6 separate regions of the Mus musculus genome follow, and regions 2, 3, 4, 5 and 6 are each linked to region 1. Evidence: chromatin contacts called from public Hi-C and promoter capture Hi-C data. All regions are on one chromosome and are shown on one strand. Each heading gives the region's core, a stretch centred on a gene start, on an enhancer-like site or on the middle of the called end of the contact. The rest is flanking DNA. Distances are from core to core; before and after follow the strand shown. Region 1 holds the start of Golt1a (golgi transport 1A). Region 2 holds the start of Chil1 (chitinase-like 1). Region 3 holds the start of Chit1 (chitinase 1 (chitotriosidase)). Region 4 holds the start of Fmod (fibromodulin). Region 5 holds the start of Prelp (proline arginine-rich end leucine-rich repeat). Region 6 holds the start of Nfasc (neurofascin).

Evidence for each region. Promoter capture Hi-C pulls out the DNA fragments that hold promoters and counts their contacts. A called contact is a pair of places that touch in the nucleus more often than the background predicts.
Region 2: a contact with region 1 is called in a promoter capture Hi-C map of hematopoietic stem and progenitor cells, with 3 times the contacts expected there. The contact joins the promoter of Chil1 here to the promoter of Golt1a in region 1. A contact is called at or near these places in 2 of 39 promoter capture datasets (hematopoietic stem and progenitor cells and pre-B cells).
Region 3: a promoter capture Hi-C map of hippocampal neurons shows a contact between it and region 1, with 6 times the contacts expected there. The contact joins the promoter of Chit1 here to the promoter of Golt1a in region 1. A contact is called at or near these places in 2 of 39 promoter capture datasets (hippocampal neurons and pre-B cells) and 1 of 484 Hi-C or Micro-C datasets (B cells).
Region 4: a promoter capture Hi-C map of pre-B cells shows a contact between it and region 1, with 2.5 times the contacts expected there. The contact joins the promoter of Fmod here to the promoter of Golt1a in region 1. A contact is called at or near these places in 10 of 39 promoter capture datasets (the C10 cell line, the HPC-7 cell line, the SN4741 cell line and 6 more), 1 of 15 datasets of contacts at CTCF or cohesin (embryonic stem cells), 9 of 484 Hi-C or Micro-C datasets (B cells, the N1E-115 cell line, cortical neurons and 2 more), 1 of 115 datasets of contacts at active chromatin or transcription factors (embryonic stem cells) and 1 of 9 other capture datasets (embryonic stem cells).
Region 5: a contact with region 1 is called in a promoter capture Hi-C map of liver, with 2.2 times the contacts expected there. The contact joins the promoter of Prelp here to the promoter of Golt1a in region 1. A contact is called at or near these places in 4 of 39 promoter capture datasets (cranial neural crest, liver, second pharyngeal arch cranial neural crest and 1 more) and 1 of 115 datasets of contacts at active chromatin or transcription factors (embryonic stem cells).
Region 6: a Hi-C map of embryonic stem cells shows a contact between it and region 1, with 2.3 times the contacts expected there. The contact joins the promoter of Nfasc here to the promoter of Golt1a in region 1. A contact is called at or near these places in 1 of 39 promoter capture datasets (frontonasal cranial neural crest), 1 of 15 datasets of contacts at CTCF or cohesin (embryonic stem cells) and 6 of 484 Hi-C or Micro-C datasets (B cells and embryonic stem cells).

The regions. Positions count from the first base shown.
Region 1 is chr1:133,307,790-133,312,678 of GRCm38.p6, forward strand. Golt1a (golgi transport 1A) reads left to right here and starts at 2,034. Exons shown (of 5, transcript NM_026680.4): 1 at 2,034-2,122. The coding sequence starts at 2,098.
Region 2 is chr1:134,179,452-134,184,340 of GRCm38.p6, forward strand. It overlaps Chil1 (chitinase-like 1), which reads left to right and starts at 2,953. Exons shown (of 10, transcript NM_007695.3): 1 at 2,953-3,101; 2 at 3,329-3,358; 3 at 4,046-4,250; 4 at 4,673-4,729. The coding sequence starts at 3,053. Gm46158 (a long non-coding RNA gene) reads right to left here and starts at 2,639. Exons shown (of 2, transcript XR_001779452.2): 1 at 2,385-2,639.
Region 3 is chr1:134,108,652-134,113,540 of GRCm38.p6, forward strand. Chit1 (chitinase 1 (chitotriosidase)) reads left to right here and starts at 2,591. Exons shown (of 12, transcript NM_001284525.1): 1 at 2,591-2,711. It also overlaps the pseudogene Gm8618.
Region 4 is chr1:134,034,310-134,039,198 of GRCm38.p6, forward strand. It overlaps Fmod (fibromodulin), which reads left to right and starts at 2,945. Exons shown (of 3, transcript NM_021355.4): 1 at 2,945-3,273.
Region 5 is chr1:133,919,269-133,924,157 of GRCm38.p6, forward strand. Prelp (proline arginine-rich end leucine-rich repeat) reads right to left here and starts at 2,133. Exons shown (of 3, transcript NM_054077.4): 1 at 1,987-2,133.
Region 6 is chr1:132,739,732-132,744,620 of GRCm38.p6, forward strand. It overlaps Nfasc (neurofascin), which reads right to left and starts at 2,066. Exons shown (of 30, transcript NM_182716.4): 1 at 1,940-2,066.

The DNA of each region.
Region 1 (4,889 bases), core at 784-3,283:
GGGTTTTAAGCTTTTTAGAATAAGTTTCATAAGCACCTCTGTGAGATTATTGTGAAGAAACTTCAATGGACTGTGACATAGTCTCGAAATTATCAAATAATATGTGTACTGGCAACACATATTATTATTATTATTATTATTATTATTATTATTATAGCAGTTTATAACAGTTCCTGCAATCGAGAGTTCTTTCAGTGTTGTCAGACTGTGTTGCTGAAAAACAAAGACACTGGTTGCAAAGCATCTGCCCAAGGTGAGCAGAGCACCCCAGAATCATTGAAGAGAGTTCTCAAGCCAGTGGCTCTCAACCTGTGGGCCATGACCCCCTCAGGGGTCATACATCAGATATCCCAAATATCAGATATCAACCTGTGGGCCATGACCCCCTCAGGTCATCAGATATACTGAATGTCACATATTTACATTACAATTCCTAACAGTAGCAAACCAACAGTTATGAAGTACCAACAAAACAATTTTATGGTTGGGGGTTCACCACAACATGAGCAGCTGTATTAAAGGGTCGCAACCTGAATTTGGTTTCCAGCACCCACGTCAGACAACTCACAACACCTCTAACTTCAGCTCTAAAGCTTCCTGTTCAACAGGTACCTGCACACACACACACACACACACATGCACGTGCACACACACACATGCATACATATAATTAAAATGAATAATGATAAGCCAGGCATGGTGGCACATGCTGTAATTCCAGCACTCAGAAGGCAGAGTTCAGAAAAATCTTTGTGAGTTCCAGGTCGGCCTCATGTACATATCAAGTCTCAGGACAGCCAGGACTATGTAGTGAGACCTTATCTCAAAAAAAGTACTAAAAACTTTCGTATTTTTCCACTCTTTACATTTTCCCTTAATTTTTAAAGATGTTCCGTTGTATGCAGAGGTCAGAGGACAATTCTGTGGCGTTGGATCCCTCCCTCCAGCTTTATGTGAGTTTTCACAGCGCCTTTATCCTTCAGGCCTGACCCTTTAAACTTAAAGTTTTATATAAACCCTGGTTTCTCTATCTTTGTCTGATGCTATCAGGGGATCCACTCCTGGTTGCCTTTCTTGGGTTCCCTTGCAGGAGCAGCAAGTGGTCCTCAGTGCTGGGCTGGCCCCTGAGGCCCCATCTGCCTCTTCGCCAGGCTTGCAGAACACGGAATGATGTGCCCATGTCTATCTAGCTACTCAGTGGATCGACACAGGTTCCCTATCTATCTCGTCTTCTCCTGAGAACAATTCTCCACCTGCTCAACCTCACCACCCCATCAGGGCACTGCGGGGGCGGGGTGAGATGAGGGACAGGGAGGAACTTGAAGTCTCTGCTGCCTAACTCCACGTGACACCTACACCCTTGGTTTATATAAATCTGACTCCCCTTAGGTCTGATATAAGTTTTACTCATGAGTCTGTGCCCCTAGTATCTCTCACGTGTGCTAGCACAAAACAACAAAATAAATATATAGGCCGGGCATGGTGGCACACGCCTTTAATCCCAGCATTTGGGAGGCAGAGACAGTGGGATTTCTGAGTTCAAGGCCAGCCTGGTCTACAGAGTGAGTTCCAGGACAGCCAGGGCTACACAGAGAAACCCTGTCTCGAAAAACCAAAATAAATAAATAAATAACCAGCACATTTTAAAGCTGGGTGTGGTGACACATGACTTGAATCTCAGCACTGGGGTGGCAAAGGCAAGTGGATCTCTGTGAGTTCAAGGCCAGCCTGGTCTTCATAGTGAGTTCCAGTCTAGGCAGGAGAGATAGTCTTAAAAAAAATAAAAATAAAATCCGAAGGGCCGGGGCGCCATTCCACCTCTCCGAGAAAACCAGCTGTGCCCAGACCCTTGCCTTTCCATTCCCACGTTGTTCAGAGGAGGTGGGCCAGCAAGAACTTTGTGAATGTTAGTTTCAGAACAGGTCTGTACCTTTAAGTAGCCATTTGTGTGGGGAATGTGGGAGGGTGAGAGTTAATGATTTACCTGCGGCTCTGTCCCTGTTGCCAAGGGTCAGCCACCCTGGAACATGCTCAGGCTCGGTCCTCTGGGCTCTCCACTAGCCAGCTGACCAGGAAGGCCCCCCCGTGGACTGAAGCATGATCTCCATCACCGAGTGGCAGAGTGAGTGGCCTGGCTGGCGGGAGCCCGTGGGGCTGTGGAGGGGTCCCCACTAGGGTGAGTGAACACTCGCTCTTCCCAACCTGGTTCTTCTGCTGGGACCTACAGATGTGACCTCTGGAGCCAGCGGTTGGAAGCTGCTCTGTTGGCATCCTCGAAGCAGCAGGGGCGGGGCGGGGCAGGTGTGACCTCTGCCTTGTAGAGGGTGGGGCCACCCGAGGCAAACTCACAGCAGGCCGAAGCCCATCTCACCTATAGTTCTGAGAACTTGGATGCCTCTGCCCATTCAGACATCACCCCAAAACCTCAAGGTCTTTTGTGGCTCTGGGTCTGTATCCTCACCCCAAACATCCCTACTTTTCCTTTAGGGGAATTAGGTAGGAGGTGGCCTGGGAGGAGCCGATTGTCCACAGGGAGGGGAGAGCTAAGGTCTCACTGGCTGAGCTGCTTAGCTTCTGAGCCTGCTTTCTCTCAGTGAATCTATGGTAACATTTGCTTTGTGCCAAGCACTGTGCCAGTACAGACGGGAATATCAAGACTAAGGCAGGCATGCCCTCTGCTTACCTTCTAGCAAGGGAAGGCAGCCATTACCTTAAGAAGTGACTGCCTAGCAGGTCACATAGTAACAAGAGCCAGCCTAACACAAAACTCTTTACTCTTAAAGGGGCCGTGGAGTTTGAAGGATGTGAATGCGTGTGAGGGTATTCATATCCTCTGTCCAGGGAAGGCTTTGTTGCAAAGGGCCATTAATGCAGAGCACTACAGGAAGTGAGAAGGTAGGCTATGCAGCCGTCTGGAGGCAGAATGTTCCAGGAAGAGGAAACAGCCAGCACAAAGGTCCTGAGACATTGCATCTGCGGTGTGCGAGCCCCAACCAAGAGACTGGTGTGGCTGAAACATTATAGGCAGAAAGGTAGCCTATGCTGGACCACTGTATTAGCCCATGCTGGACCAGTGTGTAGACAGCAAAGGTTAGAGCATATGAAAAGCTCATTCTGGCTGCTGAGGTAAAGTAGACTGTAGAGGATGGAGCAGCAATGAAGAGACCCTTCCAAGGCGAGAGAAGACAGGGCCAGGATGTGAGCCGTACAGAGATAGGAAGTGGTCCTGTGGGCCTGTGTGGAGGAATTTTCTGGAGTGGAGATATGGAAGGATAAAAGTTAAGAATATTTCTCTGGTGCCTGGGGAGTGTCCCAGAAAAGAAGCCGAAGTGGGAAGCAGGAGCCAGGTCTGAAGGGGCTGGGCGCCCTTGTCTCAGACATCCTGGATAGACTTCAGGCAGGGAGTTAGAGGGTAAGGGTCTGAACTCCAAGGGACTTGTCCAGAAAGAGAAACATGGAAGTCACCAACACGTAGATAGCTGATGCTTAAAACCAAAAGAGTCCCTAGATCCCAGGGCACAGGCTCTCAGCCTCCCCAGCTCACGCAGCCTTTGGGTGCAGATGTTACTGTTAAGGGAACTGTCCTGGACACTGTGAAATTTTAGCAGTACCTCTGGCCACCCAGCAGGTGACAGCAGTCGACCCTCCCATACCTTGTGACAACCTAAATATCTCCTGACTTACCTCACCCAAACTGCTTCCCCTGCATTCCCACCTTGCAACTGAGGGGGTAAGAAGGAAGAACAGCAGAGCCCTGAGGCAGGGGCATGCTGACATGCTATTAAGCTCATTAGCCTTCAAGTGTGATAATACGCTCTTAGAGGCTGGGACAAGTCCTATGATGCTTGGTCCTGTGAGAGGGAGAAGTGACAAGATTGTTGTCAGAGCACAGGGACAGGCTCCCCTGAGGAGCTGGCATTTAAAGGACACTGTTCCACCTAGGAAACCTCATATGCAAAGGTCCTGGGGCAAGAAAGCGTGGGCATCGTAAGAAGTCAAAGGCAGTGGTGTAAGAGGAGTGGCGGGGCTCGAGAGAAAGTGGAAGATGTCTGAGACCCCCCACCCCATACACATGCCCTGTAAGGCATGTATAGAAAAAGGTCCCTGCTTCATTCCAGTGAGAAGGATGCTATATGATCAGCTGGTACACTTTCGGTCCTAGAGCTCTATGTGGAGGACTGGGGATAGGAGTGGTGACAAGCAGGAAACTAGAAGCTAATGGAGACTGTGTGGGGGAGGGAGGAGGGGAGAGATGAGGATAGCTAGAAGTGACTTGGCAAGAAGGAAGAAGCATGGAGGGTTTTGGATGCTTCTGGAAGCAGCTGCCTGATACCAGATTAGATAGGGTGGGTGGCGGGCGCCTCGAGGGACTTGGCAGGCAGTGGCAGTGGAGATGCTGGAGGCACGGGATAAAGAAAGGAAGGCTGATCACTGTTTGGGACCAGGTGGCGTGCAGACTGCCAGAGAGAAAACCAAGCTGACGGACGGTTAAGCAAGCAGTGGGGTCTCAGGCATCCTGGGCGCGAGAGATAAATGTCGGCATTGTCAGCACACAGGCAAGCATTTAAAAACACAGGAAGGGGTGGGAAAACAGAATGAGGAGATTCAGGAGCTGGGCCCAAGCCCTGAGTGAACCAAATCACAGAAGAAAGTAGGAGCTGGTAAAGGGGGGCGGGGGGGGTACAGCTAGCCGGTGGGGGTGGGGGCGGGGGTGGGAGGCACAGCTAGCGGTGGGGGTGGGAGTGGGAGTTCCGGGGGGAGGTACAGGTAGCTGGTGGGGGCGGGGGGGGGGGAGAGGTACAGCTAGCCGGTGGGGTGGGGTGGGGGAGTACAGGTAGACGGTCAGGGGTGGAGGTAGGGTTACAGCTAGCTGGCAGGAAGAAAATCAT
Region 2 (4,889 bases), core at 1,703-4,202, 870 kb after region 1:
GAGTCTCTGTGAGTTGAAGGCCAGCCTGGTCTACATAGTAAGTTCCAGGACAGCCAGGGCCACACAGTAAAAGCCTACCCAAACAAACAAATACATGAACAAACAAGAGAGCTAGTCGACCCTTACGCCGTTCTGGATTCTTTCTAGGCTCCTTGATAAAAGCGCAAGTTGATCAAAGTTGATTGTTTGGACTCCTGAAGGCCCAGGGTCAGCCAGAGCTGTTTCAAACCTTGTTAACCTTGGGAAACCGAGTTGACCCGTCAACCGTCTTCACCTCATCCAGAAGGGAGCGCATCCTCTCCTGGCCTATCTGAAGGAGTAAATGTTTTTAGTGAAACCACAAATCCCCATTGCATGTGAGGTGTGCTGTGATTGGTCCAAATGCTCCTTCTGTGCCTATCTGTATGGCTGGTCAGGCTCTGTGACTTGGCTGAGAAACATCCTGCCATGTTAGCGCTGGTTGTTGCAACTTTAGGCTCAATAAAAAGCTTCTCTTGGAGTTCTTTTTTAAAGATTTATTTGTTTGTTTGTTTATTGTGAATACACTGTAGCTGTACAGATAGATGGTTGTGAGACTTCACGTGGTTGTTGGGAATTGAGTTTTTTTAGGACCTCTGCTCACTCCGGTCAGCCCTGCTCGCTCAGTCCCTGCTTGCTCCAGCCCAAAGATTTATTTATTATTATACATAAGTACACTGTAGCTGACTTCAAATGCACCAGAAGAGGGCGTCAGATCTCATTACGGGTGGTTGTGAGCCACCAGTGGTTGCTTGGGTTTGAACTCAGGACCTTCAGAAGAGCAGTCAGTGCTCTTACCCGTTGAGTCATCTCACCAGCCTGGAGTTCTTTTCTTATCTGCTTTTAGTAGTGTAGACTGAGCTGGTGGCACAAGAAAAAAAAGTGCCGAAGACAGCAGAACAGCAGAAATGGGGTGGCCAACAGGCAGCGGCAGCCCTGAGAGCTGGCAGCAGGCAAGCTGAAGAAGAGGGAAATGAGCTACAGCTGAACAGAAGAGAAGGCTGGACAGACAGAACCGCAGAAGCAGCACCGTGGCCAACCAACGGACCGCCTAACAGCAGAAGAAAAGACAGCAGAATAGTGTGAGAAAACACCCAGTGAGGAAAAAGGGGGGATGCTGGACATAGGGGAGACAGAGAGCTGAGGTGGAAGGCTGTCGAGAGCCAGAGAACACACTACAGGCCCTGGTCACTGGGAAGGGTTCCGAAGAGCTGCTAAGCTTGCAAGAGTCAAGGGTCTCAGATACCCAAGACCAGGAAGGGAAACCCTAACCTCTGTCAGCAGCTGAGGAATCTTGATGCTTAGGCCTGTGTGCAAGGCGTGATGCAGCCTGCTGCTGTCAAAGGCTAAGGGGCCCACGGTTTGCACAAGGGCTGTAATACCTGTACAGCTGAGGCCCTAGTCCTGGAGTCCTGAGGAGAGCTGGAGTTGGGAAGATTTCACCTGCTGTTTTTCTGTCTGCTGCCACCACTGCCAGTCTGCTGACCAATGCAGAGAGCCCCCGAAGCTGCTCAAGACCCACACTGGAAAAACTCTTTGCCTACTGAGGATAAATATTCAGGCAGAGCCAGAGGACCTCCAAGAGCTGACTGGTAGCACCGTTACTACCAGGGGGGATTATAAAAACAAGAGACTTGACTAGGCAGCCCCCTCTCTCTAGTCTAGTCAGCAGTCAGGCCCCTGAGTTCTCAACTTTTCATTCACTGTCTACTGCTTCTACGACTTGTGTGTTATATATATATATATATATATATATATATATATATATATATATAGTCTGCTGCAGTGGATGGAATTACCCCCTCCCAAAACACACACACACACAGACGAGAGAGACAGAGAGAGACAGAGAGACAGAGAGACAGAGAGAATGAATAAGCAGGGACCAGAGGACACAGTTTCTAAGTCCAGTGGGTTTTTCGTTGTTGTAGTCATTAGGTCTTTGGAGGGCTTTTGTTTGTTTGTTTGTTTGTTGCTGTTGTTTAAGTGAACATGGTAGTGGACACCAGTAATCCCAGCACTTAGGAGAAGAAAGCAGGAGGGCTGGAAGTCTGAGGTCTGCCTGAGCTACTTCATGAGGCTTGTCTTAGAAAAACAATGGAAATGTTAGCTCAGAGGGCGGAAGCCAGGCCCCACAGGGCTGAGCACTTCTCACACCTGACTCCCCCTTTCCCCACTAAGAGCCCCTGGAAGCCACTGTAGGGTTTCCAGTGGGATGCCTCACTGGGTTTGGGATCCCAAAGCATCACTAAGAGAAGAGGCAATATTGATCTGAGAACTTGTTGCCGGCTTCCAGGAGAGTCCACCTCTGGCCATTACTGCCCCCGTTTTTATTCTGAGTCACATCACCACAGTCTCCAGCTTACCTCGGGGCCTTTCTCAATCCTCCACACTGGCACGCAAATGAGGGGGAGACAGCCTCCCCGCTCAGAGCCTTCTTCTGAATTTCTCTCTCCCGTCCCAATTTCCCAGATTCAATAATCAGCAACTGCTAAAAGGAGGGATTTGGGACTCCCCTCTCCACTCCCCAAGGCTCTCTGGTCCTTACCTAGCCTCTGGAAACAGCCAAGAGACAGAAAGAAATCTGAGGGGGAAGCCAAGCAGTATAATGGTGGCCTTGTTTGGGTGCATGGCTTACATAACCCAATTGTGCCTGCTCCAGCCTGGACAGAGAGCCGGAGCTGCCAGGAAAGCTGGGAGACTACTGGCAAGAAGCAAGACGTAGGAAGGGAAGAAATCACAGGAAGGGTTTGGAGATGTGACTGTCCCACCCAGGTTATCACCCCCATGACCCTTCAGCTGGCAGGTACTGCAAGACTTGCCCCAAGGCTTTCAAAACTCCAGGGTTTCTCAATCCTCCTCAGGTGACTCCCCGCCTCCACTGGCCAGCAATTGGGTTTACACACACACAGTTCCTGTAAGGAGGGCAGTTTGGGGGGCGGGGGAGTGAGTGAGATGGGATGGGTATAAGAAGGAGATGTGGAGCCTAAGGAAGAGGCCCTGACTAGGAAGCTGGGTACTAGGAGAAGCCATCATGCACACCTCTACTGAAGCCAGGATGGGCATGAGGGCGGCACTGACAGGTCTCTGAGCTGCAGATTTTTCAGGCTAAAGGGCCCAGACTACCCAAAGAACTACTGCACAGGGGGCCCAGCCTCCTACCTTCTTGGAGGAGGGGGAGGGGCGGGGGAGTAGAGAGCAGAGCCTGAAAGGGAGGAAGGAAAGGAGGAGAGACCTGGGGAGGGGGGCAGGAGGAAAAGCAGCCAACCCCCCCCCCCAAAAAAAAGTCTGACCCTGGATTTCCCCACAGGCTTTGCGGTCCTGATGCTGCTCCAGAGCTGTGAGTACCCACCTCCTCTCCCTCCTGGAGGAGGTCTTAGTAGGAAAGAATACTCTTCGTTTCTTCTATGGCTCACAGGGCTCGGGAATACTTGTTCAGCCAAGGTGATGGGTATATGTATATTGCTTTGGTTTCCACTTCCGTTTACTTGAACTTTTTCGATGACAAACTTTAAAAGGCTCAGATTTAGTGAAGACTTCGACAAAGTGCCCTAGAGAACAAGTATCAGTAGCCACAGGGTTGAGTGAGACCTGCTGTTTCTTTCCACAACCAACTGACTCCATTTACAGTAGGGGGAATTAGAAGTAGCGAGTAGAGTAGACTCAGCCCCTGTGGTAATGAGCCCCAGCAATCAGGTAGGGTCACTCCCACCAAGAGACCCACAAAGCCGTTCTTTAATTAAAGACTACCTCTCCCTTGTAGGGCAGGACCTACAGCCAGGGCATCTTTGACACTGGATGGCACAACTGGGCCTCTGTCCTTTTTGGAAGCCACTGCCTCCAGGAAGTCCTCCGTCCTTGGACTGAGTCACACTTCACCCTCACTCATCAGCTTGTGCCAGGCAGAGGAGGCTGTCCGGCTCCTTTCCTTGAAGATTTTTAATTTTGCTCAACACTCTGTCCCCGCGCCCTGACCCACCCCCCACACCACACTGGTACTCCGTTCTACCTCAGACTTCTCCTTCAGGCTCTGCGTACAAGCTGGTCTGCTACTTCACCAGCTGGTCCCAGTACCGGGAAGGCGTTGGAAGCTTCTTACCAGACGCCATCCAACCTTTCCTGTGCACCCACATCATCTACAGCTTTGCCAACATCAGCAGCGACAACATGCTTAGCACATGGGAGTGGAATGACGAGTCGAACTATGACAAGCTGAATAAACTGAAGACCAGGTTGGGGCACAAGCTGACCAAGATAGGGGAGGAGGGACAGAGAACTGGGCCGGTCCAGAGGTCCTTGGCTTCAGTGGGAGGGTATCCTGGGTGGGTGGTGGGCTGTGTTGGGATGGTAACATGGAGACAAAGAATATCGCTGAGGGCCCAGGGAAGGAGCCTCTCTTGTCCCCACAGTAGCTCCATGGAGCATGGCACCACTGTGGGCCCCTTTACCTCTCCTTCCTTGGCTTTCCCACTGTGGGGAACCTCCGAGTCACCACCGTGGAGCCTGTGCCTGTCTAGAACATCAATGTCAGGAACAGGCACTTAATCTGACCCTCCCTTCAAGCAAGAGCTCTTCTATGGTGTGCAGACCTGGGGTCCCCAATGTCATAGCCGCTTCACTCCAACCCTGCTCTCCCGGTTGTTCTGCTCCACAGAAACACCAACCTGAAGACCCTCCTGTCTGTTGGAGGGTGGAAATTTGGCGAAAAAAGGTAGGACTCATGACTGGGGCAGGATGGAATAGAGAGGCAGAGGGAGGAGGCTTGGTGTTGAGGGTTCCTGTTGCTCCACACTTGCAGGGCACCGAGGCCTCAGTGTTAGTTGCCTTACACATATTTGAAAAACCAGGTCCAGAGAGGAAGAGGAACTTAG
Region 3 (4,889 bases), core at 1,341-3,840, 800 kb after region 1:
TCAGCACAGTGACATGGAGGAATGTGAGTACTATGTCAAAAACCAGGGTCCATAAAGGATAAACAGGATATTTTGCCAGAGTCTTAATTTTATCAGAGAGGGGGAGGGGCTCCCTTTGGAAGTAAACCAGAAAAATGTACAACTTCAAATAAATGTTGAAGAAGATATGACCTAAGAAAGATTTCTGGGCTCTACTCTAAACTTGTGAACAAGGATTGTCTGGCCAAAGGTTGATGTCTGCCTCTGGAAATCTTTAATAGACGCATGTGAGACTCTGATGCCCACCAAGAGCCGGCTCTGAGCCGAGAGTGCACAATATACTCCACTCTCGGCTTCTGCCCCTGGCTGGCTTTCAGATGCCTGAGACCCTTCTGAGAGCATCTCAGCACAGTGGATTCACCAGGGTAGCCTGCCTCAGGATCTGTTAAGTAGACTTAGTTACAGGTCCTTATAAGGGGTGGAGGGTATCTGTTCTCTAGATTCCCAATCAGCCCTCATAAGAAGTTTCTAGAGCCGGGCGTGGTGGCACACACCTTTAATCCCAGCACTTGGGAGGCAGAGGCAGGCAGATTTCTGAGTTGGAGGCCAGCCTGGTCTACAATGTGAGTTCCAGGACAGCCAGGGCTACACAGAGAAACCCTGTCTAGAAAAAAACAAACAAACAAACAAAAACAAAAAACAAAAAAGCTTTCTCTTAGGCCCGTGGCGCCCGCAAGATGGGCAAGTGTCGTGGTCTCCGAACTGCCCGGAAGCTCCGCAGTCACCGACAGGACCAGAAGTGGCATGATAGACAGTACAAGAAAGCCCACTTGGGCACAGCCCTGAAGGCCAATCCGTTTGGGGGCGCCTCTCATGCAAAGGGAATTGTGCTGGAAAAAGTAGGGGTTGAGGTCAAACAGCCAAATTCTGCCATCAGGAAGCGCGTCAGGGTGCAGCTCATTAAAAACGGCAAGAAGATCACAGCGTTCGTGCCCAATGATGGCTGCCTGAACTTCATTGAGGAAAATGATGAAGTTCCGGTTGCTGGATTTGGTCGAAAAGGTCATGCTGTAGGTGATGTTCCTGGAGTCCGCTTTAAGGTGGTTAAAGTAGCCAATGTTTCTCTGTTGGCTCTATACAAAGGCAAGAAAGAACGGCCAAGATCATAAAATTTGACAATGGAAACATAGGAATAAATTTTCATATTCTGAAAAAAAAAAGTTTCTAGCTGATTCTGGGAGTCTGGTGGGGTTAAAAGTAAGAGTATGACGATGGGAATGGTCATGGTGGCTCAAGAGAAGTCATCGCACATCCCAGACTATCTGGGTTTGGAAGAAGAGGGGCTGGGGGTGAGTGAGGGTGGGTGGGTGGGTGGAGGTGGGTGTTGTGTATGTATGTTCCAGACTCCACTACGTACTGTACGTACTGTGCTTCTGAGGCTCCAGTTAACAGTCTTCTCATGGTAAGATACATACATCTTCCAGTATTCCCCACCACACACACACACACACACACACACACACACACACACACACACAAAACCCTGGAGGACTACATTTCCCAGACTTCCATCCACTTAGGTATGGTCATGTGACTGGGTTTGTCCAATTAGCAGCAAATGAATGTATCAGGGCAGTTTCTTCTTTTTAGTTTGTTTCTTTGAGATTCACCACCCCCCACACACACGGTTGGCCATATGACTATGAAGTCAAGGACAAGTCTAAAACTACCTAGCTGCTCTGTGTGTGTGTGTGTGTGTGTGTGTGTGTGTGTGTGTGTGTGTGTGTGTTGGGGATTTGAGTCTGAGGGTTCTTATGCCCACACTCCCCTACCATAGTATGTGGGTTTGAGTCCCTCTGTGTTCCTCTGTACCTTCATCAGCTATTGCATGAGAAACATTACAGCCATCTCTGCTTAAGGATGGAAATCATTGTGCCATTGGGTGCTTCTCCTATTGAGCAAACAATAGTGTGTGCCTACTCACGCCTAGATGATGTCAGTCAGCTGCCCTGCCTGTCAGCTACCCTGCCTGGCCTCTTGCTGTAGTCAAGAGATATGGTAACCGTGAGCTGGATGGGGTGGCATACTCAGGACGTAGCAACATATGGCTTGTAGCAAGCTTTAAAAAAAAAATAGCAGCAGTTAGGGGCTGGAGAGTTAGCTCAGTGGTTACGGGCAATGTTTGTTCTTCCAGAGGATCTGGGTTCAATTCCCAGCGCCCACATGTCAGCTCACAATTGTCTGTAACTCCAGTTCCAGAGGATCTGACATCTTCAGACAGGCAGGCAGACCAAAAAACCAATGCTCACAAAATAAAAATAAATAAATTGGAAAAAAAAAAAAAGCTGGGTGGTGGTGGTGACACAGGCTTTTCTTTAATCCCAGCACTCAGGAAGCAGAGGTAGGCAGATCTCTGTGAGTTCAGGTCTTCAGCTAGAGTTTGAGAATAACCAAGGTTACACAGAGAACCCTTGTCTCATAAAAACAAAGCCAAACTGTGGTAGTGTGGATTGGCCCAGGGAGTGGCATTACTAGAAGGTGTGACCTTGTAGGAAGAAGTGAGTCACTGTAGTGGTGGCCTTTAAGATCCCCCTAGAGGCCGGAGGATGTCAGTTTCTCCTGACTGCAGTTGGAACAAGTTGTAGAGCTCTCGGCTCCTTCTCCAGCACCAAGTCGGCCTAGACAGTGCCATGCTTCTCACCATGATGATGATGGATTAAACCGCTGAAACTGTAAGCCAACCCCAACTAAATGCTTGCTTTTATAAGAGTTGCCTTGTCTCTTCATAGCAGTGGAAACCCTAACTAAGACAGAAGTTGGTACCAGAGACTGGGGTATTGCTATGATAGGCCTGACCATGCTTTTGTTTGGAGGGTGATATGAATGGTGCAGACCTTGCTCAAGGGGTTTCAGAGGAGAGGAATTTTAGTATGTTGCTTGGAGAACATTCTTATGAAGTTATGCTGAAGAACGTGGCTGCTTTTTGCCCTTGTCTGAAGAGTCTGCTTGAAGCTAAGGCGAAGGCAAAGAAAGAGAATCAGATTAATTGCATTGACAGAAGAAGTCTCAGAAAAGCCCAGCATAGACTTTGTCCTCTGGTTCGCTCCCATGAAGAGTGTTTTGATCAAGTGTAGCAAGCTTAGAAAGGAAAAATACAAAATGGGCATCGGGAAGTGCGATGTAGGTAAATCCTGTGTTTGAGGAGATAAACAGATTAAGGGAGTGGTGATTTTCAGCAAGCTACGCTTATTGCTTGTGTGTTTGCAGTTGAACAACAGATAGTTAACCTTGTTGAGACTGCTATTGACTATGGGGACTTTTGAAGTTGGACTAAATATATTTTGCATTCTGTTAATCTGGGTATGGCCTCCATAGACTCATATGTTTGAACAAGTTTATGGGGCTAGGGGGTAGAATGTGGTGGTTTGGATATGCTTGGTGCAAGGAATGGCACTCTTAGGAGAGGTAGAGGAAGTGTGTCACTGTGGGGGGTGAACTTTGAGACTCTCCCCCAAGTGACCTGAGGATGCCTTTCTTGACTGCAGTTGGAACAAGATGTAGAACTCTCAGGCCCTTCTCCATCACTATGTCTGCCCACATGCTGCCATGCTTCCTACCATGATGATAATGGATTAAACCTCTAAAACTGTAAGCCAGCCCCAGTTAAATGTTTGCCTTTATAAGAGTTGCCTTGGTCATGGTGTCTCCTCACAGCAACGGAAACCCCAACTAAGACACAAACAAACAAACTAGTAGACCTGTGCCCTAAAATGACAATTAAAATAAATCATAACCGATGTGGCCAGAGCTTTCACTTGTCCACCTAATAGACAATGCCCAGACAGCTATCATCACAGAGTCTCAGGGGGCTGGTGGGTTTAGAATTGAGTGTCACATGCAGGAATCAAGGACTTTACTGTGCTGGTTGAGGCAGGGAACCACACCATGGAAAAGAAGCCATGGGTACACAGTAGCTCTAGAAAGAGGTCATTCTCTGGGGCTTCCCTCCTGCCCACAAGCAGCACAGCCAAGCCCTCCATCTGTGCCACTGTGGGGCTGTAAGGAACCAGGAAACAGCACTGACTCCCACTCACTCCATAACCAATACCCGGGGGGTGCAGAGAAAGAGGCTCCATTTTAACCATCAATATACTTGTTTGTTTTAAAAATCCTGGGGCTGGAGATGGCTCAACAGTTAAGAGAGTCACGCTTGCTCTCATGTCATGTAGAGTAACAGAGTTCAGCTCACAGCAGCCACAACAGTGCAGCCCATAGCTGCATGTAGCTCTAGCTCTAGGGGATCCAGTGCCCTTTTCTGATCTCCACAGGTACCCACATATATGGGCACACACCCACGCACAGACTCACAAACAAAAACAATAAAATAAATCTTTAAAAAAAAAAGCACAAAGACATGAAAAAGGATAGGGAGACTTGAGTAGGATGCCACAATAATTGGCCACTGTGCCTGCCTGTGCGGTGGGACAAAGAACACTGCATCTGGTATTGTCTGTAAGGGAACATGGAGAGAGGACAGAGAAAACTCAATATCCATGGGCAACAAATGACTAACTAGTCTCACAAGTAGCTACAAGAGCAGCTGCTGGAGACAGGATTGTAACTCATGGTGTCAGAGAGATTGAAACGGGAGAGGGTTTGCCTCCAGGGGCAGCATCCTGAGAAACCCGAAGGCCTGAATATCCACAAAGAATCTGAAGCTTAGAATATATCTAGGCTTTATTCCCCAGGAATTTTAGCAACCAGAGTGGAGAGCTGAAAGAGCTAAGAGTTCAAGACCAGCCTGGAGTACGTCCTTTACACGCTTGCTGTCCTTGTTTATAAGACACAGTTGCGACTGCTACCTGACAAGGTTGTGTGCCATGGAAGGACATACGACACTGGCAGTCTGC
Region 4 (4,889 bases), core at 1,695-4,194, 730 kb after region 1:
CTATTACGGACATATCGTTAGTTTGCATTAACTGGACAGCATTGGCTCAACACCTTCAAGAGAACACCTGTGTCATGCATGGAATCTTCACATGGGAGTCTCTCTGCATCCCAAGGGGCATATGTGTGCTGTATTTGGCTTTCTATGTAGAGGAAAAGCTCTGGGGCCCTACATCTCCGAGCCAGAACAACAGAGTATCAGTTCAAGTAGAGGTTAGAGCCTCCTCTCGGAGCCGCAACAAGGCACTTTGGACAGTGCATGGTCCTCAGGAATTCTACCTCACAATCTTCTGCTCCAGGCTTCCTGCAGGCCACCTCAGTGGGAGGCTGAAGGCCGGGTGCAAAGCTCAGTGCTCAGACACTTCTTTAACAGAGCTCACGTGGGAAAGATTCCCCTTGATAATCTATCCCTTACTGATCGGCACTGTTAGTAAGTGTAGTTTTTGTTGGGATGCTGGGATTTTATGAAATAAGCATTTGTACTTGGTAGGTAGATTTCCCAGAGCTATCTGGGCCCATCTAAGAAGTGTCAACTGTCTGGGCGTGGCGGTGCATACCTTTCAATCCCAGCACTTGGGAAGCAGAGGCAGGTGGATCTCTGAGTTCGAGGCCAGCCTGGTTTACAAAGTGAGTTCCAGGACAGCCAGGGCTACACAGAGAAACCCTGTTTCAAAAGAGAGAGAGAGATGAGAGAGAGAGAGAGAGAGAGAGAGACAGAGACAGAGACAGAGAGACAGAGAGACACAGAGAGAGAGAGAGAGAGAGAGAGAGGTGGAGGAGGAAAAAGAGCAGGAGGAGGAAGAAGAGCAGGAGGAGGAAGAGGAAGTGGGGATAAAAGTGTCAACTAAGTCCAGTCAGCGAGACCCATGTCCACTGCTGTTCTCATTGATGAGAAAATCACCTGTGCGTTTTTCTCCTCACATTGACACCATTCCATCCTTTTCTCTTCATTTGTGTGTGAGTGTCTGTGTGCGAGCTGTGCATGTGTGTGCGGTGACTACAGAGGCCAAAAGGAGGTGTTAGAGCTCCTAGAACTGATGTCACAGCTGTGAGCTGCCAGCGGCTGCTGGGAACTGAACCGAGATGCTTTGCAAGAGTTAACAGGCAGTGCTCTTAACCTCTGAACTATCCTTCCAACTCCTGATACCATTTCTGTTTTCCTGACAAGGTCAGACATGCTTTTACTGGGAACATGCATTATCCTGAGGCCTCTGTGTCTCCATCACTTAGGACCATGTGTGACCCAGGGTGGATGCTGCTCTTTACTAAATGTAAATAAAATATATGTCTGGACAGGAAGCCCTGTCCCTCAGCATCCTCTTATCCCTCCACGCCCTGGCTTCAGCACAGCAGACAGCTATGATTATTTGAGTGTCACCATACATGAGCCCAGCCCTGAGAACAGAATGCCCTTCACCCCTCCACCCTGCCGACCTGCCCCGGCCCTGAGTTTAAGAAAACTGTGTGCTGTGAAGTCGTGTAGACTGAACTCCACACCCGTACTCTTTGTGCCTCTTCCCTGACAGTCACTCTGCATCAGGAGTCCTCTTTCCAGCGTAAAATGGCACAGTGCTCATTAAAAGAGAAGACAAATGCAAAACAGACTTAAAAAAAAAAAAGACTTACTTATTTATGTATGTGAGTACACTGTCACTATCTTCAGACACACCAGAAGAGGTCATCAGATCCCATTATAGATGGTCATGAGCCTCCATGTGGTTGCTGGGAATTGAACTCAGGACCTCTGGGAGAGCACACATGTTCTCTTAACTGCTGGGCCATCTCTCCAGCCCCTATAAAGCAGAGCCTTTAGAGTAGGGGGACACGCCCCTTCCTGGCAGCCTTGCACTAACAACAACTTGACCCAAAGTCCCATCTGCCCAGACACTTCTAAACTTTCCAAACTCAGACATTCTGAGAGTTTAACCTCTTTGTATTTCTTTAAATTAAAGGGTGCTTCTTGAGTGTGGCTATGAGCCAGAATTTGAGGAAAGAGTTAAGAGCTCATCTAAGCTAACTAGACTCAATGTAAGCCACAGTCTCGTGGTTCTCAAGGGCTTTCCCCCTTGTCCCTCAATTCCAAATTCAGTTTCAGACGCAGTGGCCTGTCTGCCTCTTCACTGGAACTTCTAAATGGCATCTATCCTTACATACCCAAAGTATAACTTAGATTTTTCCAGTCTTCTGTCTCTTTCCACATTGTGTAGTGGTGCTATTGTCCACCTAAGGGCTGAATTAAAATCCAGACAGTCCTGTTTGACTTTCTCCAGCTCAGCAGGTAAGTGCACTGGCTGCTCTTCTAGAAGACCTAGATTCAACTCCCAGCACCCACATAGCAGCTCACAATCCTCTCTGACTCCAGTTCCAGGAGGTCTGACGCCCTCTTCTGGTGCCGATGGGCACTGCATGCCTATGGTACACAGACAAAACACTCCTCATACACATAAAATAAAATAAAACCTTGTCAGAGGGTAAATCAGATCCAGTGAGCCTCCCTTATCAAACACTGTTTTAAACATTTAAGCTAAAATCTTTTCTGTGCTCTTAAAAGCCCTTCACTGTCTAATGCCATCCCATCCCCCTAGCTTCGTCTTCCCCTGGCTTAGGTATTCCACATCCGTAAAGGCATAACAGCAATAGTTAGAGTCCCTGATTTTCCATTTGTTCCCGTGGCAGAAAGGTCTCAGTGGTCGCCATGAACTTGAGCCAGCCCAAGCCCTCCTGCAGCCAGCATGCTCTCCCACTCACTAGTCTGACATCTGGCTACAAGGGGTGCTTGAGCCAAGAAAGATAAGTGCAGACTCCCGGAGGGGACCAAGATTGCTGAAAGAGTTAAAAGGTTCTTTCTCCAAACCTTGGCCCTCCCTCTCCTGTGTCTACTTTATGGGTTTAATGAGAAACCCAGGCACCGCACAAGAGACTGCAGAAATAACTTCTGGGGCATCGCTAACTTATTCAGCAGCAAGAGACTTCAGGCTGCCAATGCTCCAGGGAAGATAACCCAGTGGAAAGAAGGTGGTTTTTACAGCCTGGGTCGGACGGAATTTTGCAGAGCTGAGTGTGAGCTCCGCCCCTTACAGGACTGAAAAAGCCAGCTTAGGCTCCTCAGCCCCTCTTTGAGATATTTGATTAGGAATTTGGGGGCGGGCCCTGGCCTGGCACAGACTTGCACACTCTCCGTAGGCGCTCACTCCTCTCTTCCCTCTCTGCCACATTCTCCAACCCAAGGAGACCAGACAGAAGGACGTGGTCACTCTGAACAGTTCAACCCAAGGTAAGTGCAGCCCTATTTCTTTAGGTTTGCTCCCTTGCAATTCTATAAAGAGAAACAAGGGGGAAGGACAAGGCTGGGAGAAGAGTGGGCAGAGATGGGTTATTAATCCCAACTGGTCCATGCCTCCCAGGGATGCTGAAGAGATGCAACGGCAGGGGCTGCATGTTCCCTGTCTCCTACAGCTCCCTGTGGGTATTGGGGGCCTCTCTTTCACTGACATAAAAACATGAAGAAAATTGCAAAGTCTCCTGGTTGCTACCTATGAGTCTCAACATGCTAGGACTTGGGGCACTTTGGAGAATAGTCTCTGGATGTCCCAGAGATCTCTTAGAGAGGGGCATTGTGCCCAAATGTTAGAGGGCAAGCTTTGTGTATGTAACATGTGTTGCTGGAGTTAAGAGGAGAGAATAAAGAATTGATCCAAGGAGTCATGGACGGAGTGGTGGATAGAATATGGTTTTTTAGTTTGACCTCACCTCTGATAGAGTTTCCCCAGACTGAAGAAACAAAATGGTACATTTGTAGCTCCCGAGTCGGGATCTCCAAGTCTGAGAGAATCACTTCTGGAAACTTCACACTGAATAGAGGGTCTCTAGCATGACAAGAAACAGTTTAAGGGTGTGCAGCCCTGAAGTCACATTCTAGATCAGGTGGGGAAAGGACGGGCCTGCACTCCTCCTAAGCCCTTCCAGCAGTCATACTCTGAAGGGAGGCCACTGTGGCTGGGCATGGAGCCCCATGGAAAGCTGAACCTTGAAGAGGAAGGTAGTCCCCTTCTGCCAAAGTGCCTAGTCTGGAAGAGGGACAAAATGGACAGAGGCTTAGTGTGTCAGTCTTCTCTAAAAAGCCACCTTGGTCAGTCCTGCAGCAGCCCAGGGCTGTGCATGGAAAAATGCTCTCTTGGCAATGGGCCGTTCCATCCGTCTTCTCTCCTGGCCCAAATCAGGAACCAGTCAGCATCTTAGGCACTGGGCAGTTGAGTCTGCTCCTCAGAAACACTGGTGCTCTTTGTTCAGGGACTGTGGCTGCCCAGGGATGAGCCAGAGTGCCTGTCCTGAGCCATCCGGGGAGTTGTGGGATGAAAAGTCATAAGGGAACTGTTTCAGGGAACAGAAGGGCATGACAGAGATGCTGCTCAGAAACGGAGTAGTTGGACTGTCATAGCTGGGTCTCTTCTCATCAATTCATAGGACTGTCCTGTCCACAGCTGTCAATCCCAGCACAGCCCGGCGGTGAGAGCACCAGGAAAGATTCTAAATATTCTGTCTTAATAGTTGTGACCTGGGAGGTCCCCCTCTTCCCGGGGACTATGCAGTGCTCTGGCCATAGCAACCAGGTCAAACACGACACCCCTGGCTCCCCACCATCTATCTACACCTGCAGGTTCCCTCCTGGAGGCCCCAGCATGCCTTGCTTGTCTTGCTAGCAAGCTCTAATGCAACAGACTCCTCAGCAGCGTGGGTGCTAACTGAGCCTGGAAAGCCAAGTGACATCACTTGAAGGAGGTAGCTTAGAAGAGAAGAAGGTACACCTCGTATGTGGTGCATGCCTTTAACTCCAGCGCTCAAGAGGCAAAGACAGGTGGAGCTCTGGGAGTTCGAAGCCAGCCTGGTCTA
Region 5 (4,889 bases), core at 883-3,382, 610 kb after region 1:
TGGAGGTGCTAAAACCAGGGTTCTGTGCATATTATACAAGCATTCTACCACCTAGCTGCAGCCCCAGTCTGGATGCTGGAAGGGTTAAAATAGTTGATGTGCAAAGTGATTGCTCAGTGTGTATCCAGTGGTTGTTGGTACCACTCTGAAGTAATGGTTTTCCCCCCACCATCAGACTGCTTGGTTAACATCCTTCATTTCCCTACTGCTGGAGAAGAAGGGGTCCTTCTTACAGTGTAGGTACTCAGAGAAACTTCATTCCCTGTGTGGCTCAGAAGACTACATTGGACATTCAGTGTCAACTGATTGGAACTCCCCAGACACCCGTGCAAAGCCCGCTGTGTGTCTCCATCCTGACTTACTAACCCAGCTCTCCGCTTTCTGCAGAGGTGGGGACACTGGCTGGCAAATGGAAATCTCTCTTTTCAGCTGGTTGTGGCTTCTTCTGAGATCTAGGGCTTCTCCTTGTCTTTGTGGTTGTGGTTGTGGTTGTTGTTGTTGCTGTTGTTGTTCCTTCTAGCCTTGAGGTGCTCTCCTCAAGGAAGGTGAGGGTGGATAAGGGACATTATCAACTCGTCTGTCCTCTGAGAGAGTCAAATGGGACAGACCTGTGGGGTACGGGGAGAGAGAATCTAGAAGGGATGGTTGACAGCTAGTACTAGCTCTTGGGTACCTGGGACAGGTAGCTTAGCAGGTAAGAGGAGATAGACTAAGGTAGAATGTTCTTTGTAGAATGTTCCCCCGAAGTATGGTTGCCTAGTATGGATGATGTTAGTAATCACAAGAGAGTGCCTTGTTCCCTCCTGCAGTGGCTCTCAGCCCTCACTGTCAAGACTGCAGGGGCTCCTTTTTGAGGACACCACATAGCCCTTTATGTGAATCCCAAGGGAGTTAGGGGAGTCTCAGGATGTATTAACACAGCTCTGGACCTCTTGGGTTCTGTTTGATGGGTCTGTAATGAGTGTCTGTCCCTGTTTTACTAAAGCTTCCATATTCCCTGCCTACTGCTCAGGGCCCTCTGAGGATCAAGTAGTGCCCCCCTTCTTACTGCCATGGGGCCCCTCTATTGCAGGAGAGGGGGGAGCTGTGCAAATAAGACTCCCAGGTTCCCCTCCCTGCTTCCTCTACTTCAAGCCCCCTTACCAGCTGACTGGTCAGGATAATCTCAGAATAACTTCAGAGAGAAGAGTGTTTCTGACTATGTAGTGTGTGTGTGTGTGTGTGTGTGTGTGTGTGTGTGTGTGTGGAACTGTTAACTCAGGAGTTAGGGCCTCCAAGGCTTGCAGGCAAGCTTGACTTCTTTTTGTAAGAGCCAAGTGGTTTGGGGAGGGAGACAGGAATTCGGGCTGCTGAGAGGATACTGTGTAGGCTGGAGGGCCACTTTTCTCTCCCTTCTGCCTGATTAAGTTCAAAAGAAAGAAATTTTCAAAAAAAATCACTTGATTGTTCATATCCTCCCTGACCAGCCAAGGCGTGATTGTCTTTTGGCTCTGTCATCTCAGAAGGAAAACGCTGTCTCTGGTCAGGCAGTTGAGGAGGCACGTGAGAGAGTAAGAGACAAAACCCAGTGTGTGTGTGTGTGTGTGTGTGTGTGTGTGTGTGTGTGTGTGTCTGTCTGTCTATCTTTCTGTCTGTCTTCTGCAGTGCATGGTAATACATGAAAGGTGTAGAGAATTCGGTTCTAGTGTCCAGTTCCCATGGCAACACCTGCTCTGTTCAAATTCTGTGTGCGACACAGCTCTGTGTGCTCCACAAACATCTGCACTTAGAAAGTTTAACTTCAGCAGCAAGCAAACGCTAGGATGCAGGATGTTGGAGAGACAAGAGAGTGTCATCAGGAAATGAGGAAGGCTACATCTGAACTCTTTAGAGAGGAAAAATGAGAAGGAAGAAGGCCAGGAGGGAGGAAAGAAAGATTGGACAGAGCTAGAGAGAACCCCTGGAGGAAGGAGCCTTCTAGTCTTCTCCCCCACTGCCTGAACTTACCTGCACACACCTGCCTCTCCTCTGGACTCTGGGGCACTCTTCTGTTCCTCCCCACCCTTTGCTGGAGCTGTGGCAGCAGAGAGCCAGCTAGAAGTTCTGGTCTCCCAGTTGGTGCGTGTCTGCGTGTGTCTGCCTGACTTTTCTTCTACCAGATCCTATTGGGGTGGGGAGGTTAGTTTGGGGAGGGAGGGGCAGATCAGAGGGGGGAGGGCAGGGAGGAGGAGGGAGCAGAGGAGAGAGGGAGGGAGCTTGGGAAAGGAGAGATGACAACAATAAAGTCTTTATTTGGCAGCCAAAACTCCACAGACCTCATCCACACCCGATGCCCGCTAACGGCTCACTTTTAATAATGTTTCCTGCTGCTGCTGCTGCTCTGGAGAGGGACCGTTTGACCCGTGTTTGGAAACTAAGCCAAATCAAGAGAGGAAAGCACTTGGCAAGGCCTCTGCTTCTGTGCAGGCAGGGTGGGGTCGCTGGGTCCAGCCCTGGCCACTTGAGTTTCTAACAAGCGCCTTACTTCCCTGATGTCAATTCTTCAACTCACTGAGGAGCCACGAGACACTTTTCAGAGCATACACAGTGACAATATTTCCCTATCACAGCCCAGAAGCTTGCTAAGGGAGTGGAGACTCACTGTGCAGTGGGCTGATATAAGAGGTAACTACTGGTTTGGTGGCCACTCTGGCCTGAGGATCACACAGCCAAATTAAAGCAGGTTTCCAATTGTAAATCCGCAAGCCATTGTTCCTAGTTCCTGAGGACAGTGTTGGGGCTTTTCCTCCAGCTTTGTGTCACACACTCAGGTGAGGTTTGGGGGCTGTGTGGTCATCCCACAGAAACAGGATGATGCCAGGCTCCCCAATGCATATCCACTTCCTGGAAACCAATTCAAAAGTCTCTGTTATCTGAACAATGACCCCCACCCCCGTCCCCATCTGAAAAGTCAGGCACACTTGGCTTTAAGGTGCATTCAGTACAACTTCTGGCTCAGAACCTAAGGGAAACACTTACTCAGTCACCATTAGGTCATCAGAGACCTACAAAGCCCACAAGGGACTCTTGTCACTGTCCCCTAACTCTCAAAGTCCCCGGCTCTTCCACTCACAGGAAATAAAGTGTGTTCTTAGGCAAGTCACTTGATTTTGAGATGCCCCTATTTCTGTGTCTGTGTCTCAGGTAAGACCGTGGAGCTTCAGAAGGGATTGTAGGGAATCCTAGCCAGCGTAGAGATATAAATGTCACTCACTGCCTGTTTACCTGCCTTCTTGCTATCACAACCCCCAAAAGCCTGTGCTGGAGGGAGTTGTAGGGCCTTGCTTGTGTTAGGTCAGTGCTCTACTGTGGGGCCATGGACTGTGAGCCTGTTCCTTGGTCGAGCTAAAAGTTTGAAGCCCCAGAGACCCTGAAGGGATCTAAGGAGTTTTGCCTGTTCCCAGGCACCAGGCCCCTGTCACCAGCCTCAGCCTCCCTCCTCACCCCCATAGATTTGTGGCCATCAGTCACTTGGGGGCAATGCCCCAAGCCCTTCCACATGTAGATGAGGCATCCTTAACATCTCAGACCAATTTAATAGGAAAAGAGATGTGATCTGTGGCCACTTAGGCTCAAGGCAGAGATCTCCATGCTAATGAAATACCTAGAGGCCCAGAGGGCATGGCCAGTAAGATTCCCTTCCCAGATGCTCCTCCCTGCAAAAGGTATTTAATCTCAGGCCTGCCCTGAGAAGTGGGGTATGGTTTTACACATTTACTTTCCACCATGACAATAAATGGTTTGGTCTCTTCAGACATGGGGAGCCATGGAGAAGGCCTTTGCCTACAGAGCCACTGTCTAATCTCCCATAGAAGGCCTCTCGGTGCTCCCTGCCACAACCACCACCAATCCTGCCACCCATGAAGCCAAGTGGGACTAGCTGGAGCTCCTCTTCTGCCCCCCTGTTCCCTGGACCTGGCCTAGATCCAGCCCTCAGGCCCCCACTCTGTTCTCAGCTCTTCTGGGACTTCCAGGAGCACCTAGATGTCCAAGAGCCTGAGAACCCCATGGACCCTGACTTGTCATAGGCTCGGGCACCCCCAAGCCAGCTCCAGCTTTCACAGGTCTCAGACTCCCAGTGCCTCCCCGCATCCCACACCCGCCTGGCCCACAGCCCTACACTCTACCACTGAGCCGTGCCCATAGCCTTCAGATACACACAGGAGGCCATCACATCATCACCTAACACCCAGATCAACAGTTACCACCTCATGCTAGTGTGGTGGCTACTGCCAGTAATCTCAGCACTTAGGGCCTGAGGCAGGAGAATTGCTATTAGTTTGAGGCCAGCATGGAAAACTGAGTTAGACATTCTCAAACCAAAAAAAAAAGTAACTACTAAGTAAATAAATAATAACCGTGCCCTCATGCCAATTTTGTTTCTACTGTGCCCATTCCCACAAACCCTGCAGTTATGTTTTGGAGTGTTCTTACTTTTATTTTATCTTATTTTATCTTTTAGCTAGGGCAGGAACCTCCCCACTCCACACAGTGGCCAGCCCCTTTTACTGCCTTAGCTTAGAGTCAGGGCCTCACCTTCTTTTTACATGGTGCCTGCATCTTCCCGTCATTGGAGACACCTGAGATAGCCAACCTATCTTTCTACTGTCTTTGACAGAGGATAGAACAGTCTCCAGATTGGGGACAGAGGCCTGAACTGCTGAGACCTGGCTGTCACTTTCCCTCTGTAACTTCGCAAACTCGAGGTTATACTAACTGACCTTTGAAGTCACTTCCAACATTGTAAAATGATGTGGTATTGAGACTCATGGGTTAAAATGTCAGCTCTGCTCCTTTCTTGATAGCTGGCAAACAGATTTGACCCTCGGTTTCCTCAGGGGTATGTATTAAAATAACCCCATCTTCCTCCT
Region 6 (4,889 bases), core at 816-3,315, 570 kb before region 1:
AAGGCATATACAATTTCTTGGGTTTTGTCTCTTTTCTTAGTAATACCATATTCTCTCTCTCTCTCTCTCTCTCTCTCTCTCTCTCTCTCACACACACACACACACACACACACACACACACACACACACACACACACACACACACACTCCTTCGGCCTAATCCAAAGAGTAAGGGTAGAAAATTGTCTCTCTCTGAAGAACCAGCTTAGTCAAGGCAAAAGGTGAAATGTACTGGACAGGAAGGTGATCCCTCCTCTCTCTCATTTGCCTCCTGCATGCAGTTCCACCGATCCAGCATCCTTGGTCACAGGGAGGACTGAGTTCTGCCTCCTTTCCTCTGGCTGCCCCCACAGCCTCTCCAGGGTCTTCCTTGCTCCACACCCTCTCCCTGGGCAGCTTCTACTTAGGCTTAAGTTCTATGGGATCTGAACCTGCTGGTCTCTGGCCCTATTCAAACCACACATCTCCTGTGCACCCTGGTCTCAAAGGCTATGGCCTGCCCTTGCCTTACTGAAGATTGGATCTGGGCCCAGCAGGGCTCACCTCAGTTCCAAGGTTAGAGGAGGCACATCAGGGCCCTCCTATCAGAGAAAGAGACAGGCAAGAAGAGGAATATTGTCACCCTCTCCTCTGGAGCTAGAGGAGGCATCTTTGTCCAGAACCACACACACACTCATACACAAAACACACATACATGTTCATACACAACATACACATTCATACACAACACACATACACACAGCATGCATAACTCAGCCAGTAAGCCAAGGGAGGAATGAAAAGTAGACCCTGGCTCAGTGAGTGAGGTGGGCTGTTGTGGGACCACAGCCTCCGTGATTCAGCACTCTGACCACTCCCAGCCATGTCGTGGGTCACACTCAGGACCATTCCTGATGCCAGAATGCTGGCTTGGAAGCTGAGGAAAAGTCTTTGCTAAGACCCCAACTCTTAGGCCCTCCAGCAAGGTTTCTCTGCCAGGCTTTTGCAGCCCAGGACTCAGGACAAGTCTCAGGAGCTTGAGGGCCATTCCCTTAGACCTGCCTCTTCTCCCAGCCTCAAGCCCTTTCTGATCCCATCTAGGAAGCAAACCTGAATAGTTCCAGGAGAGGAGAGGACCACACAGAGGCCTACAAACCCAAGTATCTCTCTTCCAAAGCTATGAACAGGCTCAAACATGCAGCAAAGGGCTTTAGAGAGGTTGAATTCACAGCAGTGAACACCTGGCCCACTGAGCCCTAGGCCTCTGTGGCAGAGTAGGACGATACAAGGGTGGGTAGACTGAGTCCAAGCCCAGTCAGCACCGGACCTACATCACCACGAAGGGCAGGCAGAGAAGGTGATGGGTAGTAGGCCGGCTAGGAACCAAGGAGAGTAGGGGAGATGTTCCAGAGGGAGTGTGCAGGATGAGGAAACAAGGAAGCCACTGTGAAGGGGTTGGGACTGGGTGTGAAGATGGGGACCGGGGAGGATAAACTGGAAGGGAGCAACCGAAGGCCAGCACTACACAGGGCCGCGGGAGGGAGGGCAAGCAGAGGGGCCACGGGTGAGGCAGGAAAACATAAGTGGAATGGGGAACTGAAAAGTGAGGTGTACAGAGAGAAAACACAGGGGCTGGCTGGTCTCCAATGGTGAGGCTGAGACAGCGAGGAAAGAGAGAGAGAGCGAGGGAGAGGGATGGAATATGGGATGTTGCCAGCCGAGTCCGAAAGGGTATTAGGGTGGAGAGGGCTGAAAGCTGGAGGGAGACACTGCCAGAATCTGGTGGGTTCCGGGCAGGTGGCAGTGTAGAGAAAAAAAAGCACAGGGATGTGGATGGAGGGGGATGGGACAGGTCGGGGGATGCAGATGGACTGAGGAGAGCGGAATCAAAGGGGGTGCCGCTGGTTGGGCTTCCGAGACCGGGTTCTGTTACCCTACCGGGTACCCGCGCTCACCTTACCTCGAGGAGCTCGGGCTCCAGCCCCGGGCGCAGTCCCAGATGTCCGCTCCCGGCGCCGCCACTTCCCTCGCGTCCCCTGCAGCACCTCTCGCTGCCAGCCGCCGCATTAGGGCAGAGACTAGCCCGTGCGCGCCCCCGGGCGGCCAGCGCGTCCCCGGCGGCCTGCGTGCGCGCCCCCGAACCCCTCCCTGCGTACGAGAAGCTGGGACCAGGACCCAGCAGCTCCGACGGATGCTCAGGTGCCACAGTCCGCCCCACGCGCTAAGGATCAAGTTGCAGAACCAGAGTCTGGGAACCCTGTTTTCTCCCTTGATCTTGGATACTCCTTCAGAAGAGTGGCACTCCGTGTTGTCGTAGGACCTGGAGCCAGAACTGTTGCGGTCTGTCCTGCAAATAACCCCTTTATGAGTTCTTAGGGGCAGGAATTTGTCCACAGCTTTGGAGAGCATAGCTCCCTCCAAAAACTTCCACTGAGTTGTTCATCCGAAGCTGACAAGGGGCAAAAAACAAACAAACAAACAAACAAAAGAAAAAGCATGAGGACATTACAGGTGGGTCTTGTTTTAAAACTGTAAGAATTGTTCTGCCCGGGGGAGACTCGGGGCACTGTCCCAGACTTGAGTTAGAGTGGAAAAACCTTGAACTTGGAGACCACATATCCAAATGTTAGCCCTGCCTCGGTGACTGAGCAGGTCTGAGCATGCAAAGTGGGCTGCGTCTTAGCTGAGATCCCGCCCCCTTGGTAGACCTCAGCTAATGTGCACAGGTGGAGACCTGTACCCCCTCCCACCTTGAATGAGCCCTTAGAAGCTTCTAATTCAGCTCCCTGCCTAAAACTACAGCCCCGTAGGCACCACCACTCTGAGACTCACTCTGAGACTCCTTCTGTGATCACACCCAGGTATCACCTCTACTTAGACCTGAACCCACCTGCCAGTCTCAGCATCCCCCCCAACCCACCTCTGCCTGTGGGCTCAGGAAAAGAGACGCTGCAGATCACCCCCCTGCCCCACACATAGCCTGTGCTCAGTAAAGGCTCATCCACTCACTGACAAAATGGCCTCTCTTCAGCTAGGGGCTTCCAACCCAACAGCTGCAGATGGGAGGCAAAGAGGAGGCAGGGAGGGAGGCCAGTTTTGAAAGCCTTGAAGCAAGATTGTCAGAATCCTGGGCGATTTTTTTCAAGGTTACTACATATACAAAGCAGCAAGTCACTTAAAACCAATACTTCAGCATCACCCTGGTATTAGTCCTGAGAATGAGACTTCACCCTACCAGAACCAGATGACACTAAGGAGCCAGTCAACCCAACCAGAGGGATAGGGTCCCTGGACCCTGGTAGGTCCCAAACACCTGACAGACTCTTAGAAGACTTGGGGAAGGCACTTGAAAGCACTCAGGTCTGTGTGGAGGGCAGAGTTCCCTCACCCCCCTTTACTAAAAGCATCCAGTGGTGGCCTGGTCCCTGGAATAAAGAATTCTCCTATCCTAAGAGGCCAGCTCCCTGCATCCTGTTGTGTGGATCCCTAGAGCAGCAAGAGGCAGCTATTTTCTGGTGATGCGTGGTGACTATTGTGTCCACTCTAGAGGCACCTGCTGAGCTCCACATGTCATCCTCACTGTATCAGACCTGAAAAAGTAAACAATTGCTTACACTTTTATTGTTTTTGTAAAGATTCATTGATTTTATTTTATGTGTACGGGTATTTTAACTGCCTGTGCTGTGCACCAGGTGAATGCAGTACCCAAGGAAACCAAAACAGTGTCTCTCTCTTGCTAAACAAGCAATCCTCTTCCACAGTCTTCCAAGGAGGAATAGGGACACAGGTGGATTTGTCCGTAATTGATGGAGAATTAACTTGGGAGAGCGATTTGGCAGGATCACTGAGACTCTAAATGTCCCTGCCACCGGTTCCATTCTTAAGAATGTGATTGAAGAGATGGCTCAGAAGTTAAAAGTACTTCCTGCTCTTGCAGAGGACCAGAGTTCAGCTCCCAGCACCTCTGTCGGGAGTCTCACAATCAACCCCAAGGCATCTGACACCTCTGGCATCTGTGGGTACTTGTGAGTGCGCGCACACACACACACACACACACACACAAACACACACACACACACATTGCACTCACATACACACAAACACACACAAAAATACACATATACACACAAATGTACACACAACACACTCAAACACACACATATATACTCATACACACACAAACACACACGTGCACACAGTCATACCACACAGAAACACACACACACACAAACATGTACACATACACACACATATACATACTCACATACACATACTCATACCACACACACACTCACATCACATACACACACACACATACATACACTCACACACATACATACACATAATTTAAAACAATATAAATAAATGTTTAGAAAGAGAATCCGGCCTACAGAAACATGGGCACGAGCTATGGAGGGTTTGTAGATGCTGACACACTGAGCATAGCCACACTCAGTGTGTCAGCATCTACAAGTGGTGTTTAACACTGATAACACATGCAGAGGGAGGGGATCCCACAACACTGATCTTGTCAAAAGAACACCCAGTTATAGCATGCAGTGTGTTTTCTCTTGCTAATGGAAAATAAAAGCAAACTGGGACAAGGACAGGGACAAGAGGAGGTGACAATGGCCTGGTCCAGATTAGGAGACTAGGTCAGGGTTATAAGGGACCTGAAGGGACCCAACCTTTGCTGAAGCCTTTCATATATCAAGTCTTTTATCACTTACTGTGCGATGAATTGTTTTACCCACTCAGTAATGAGGGAAGACGCCTAAATGGCTCTAGGGATTTGCAGCAGGGGAAGTTGAGGCAGGGGGTTGACCTGAAGGCCCTTGCCTTGTTCGCTCTTGGTTTCTGAATACTGCCCTTTGGGCCACCAGAGTGCCCTGCCTGCCTTACAGGCACTG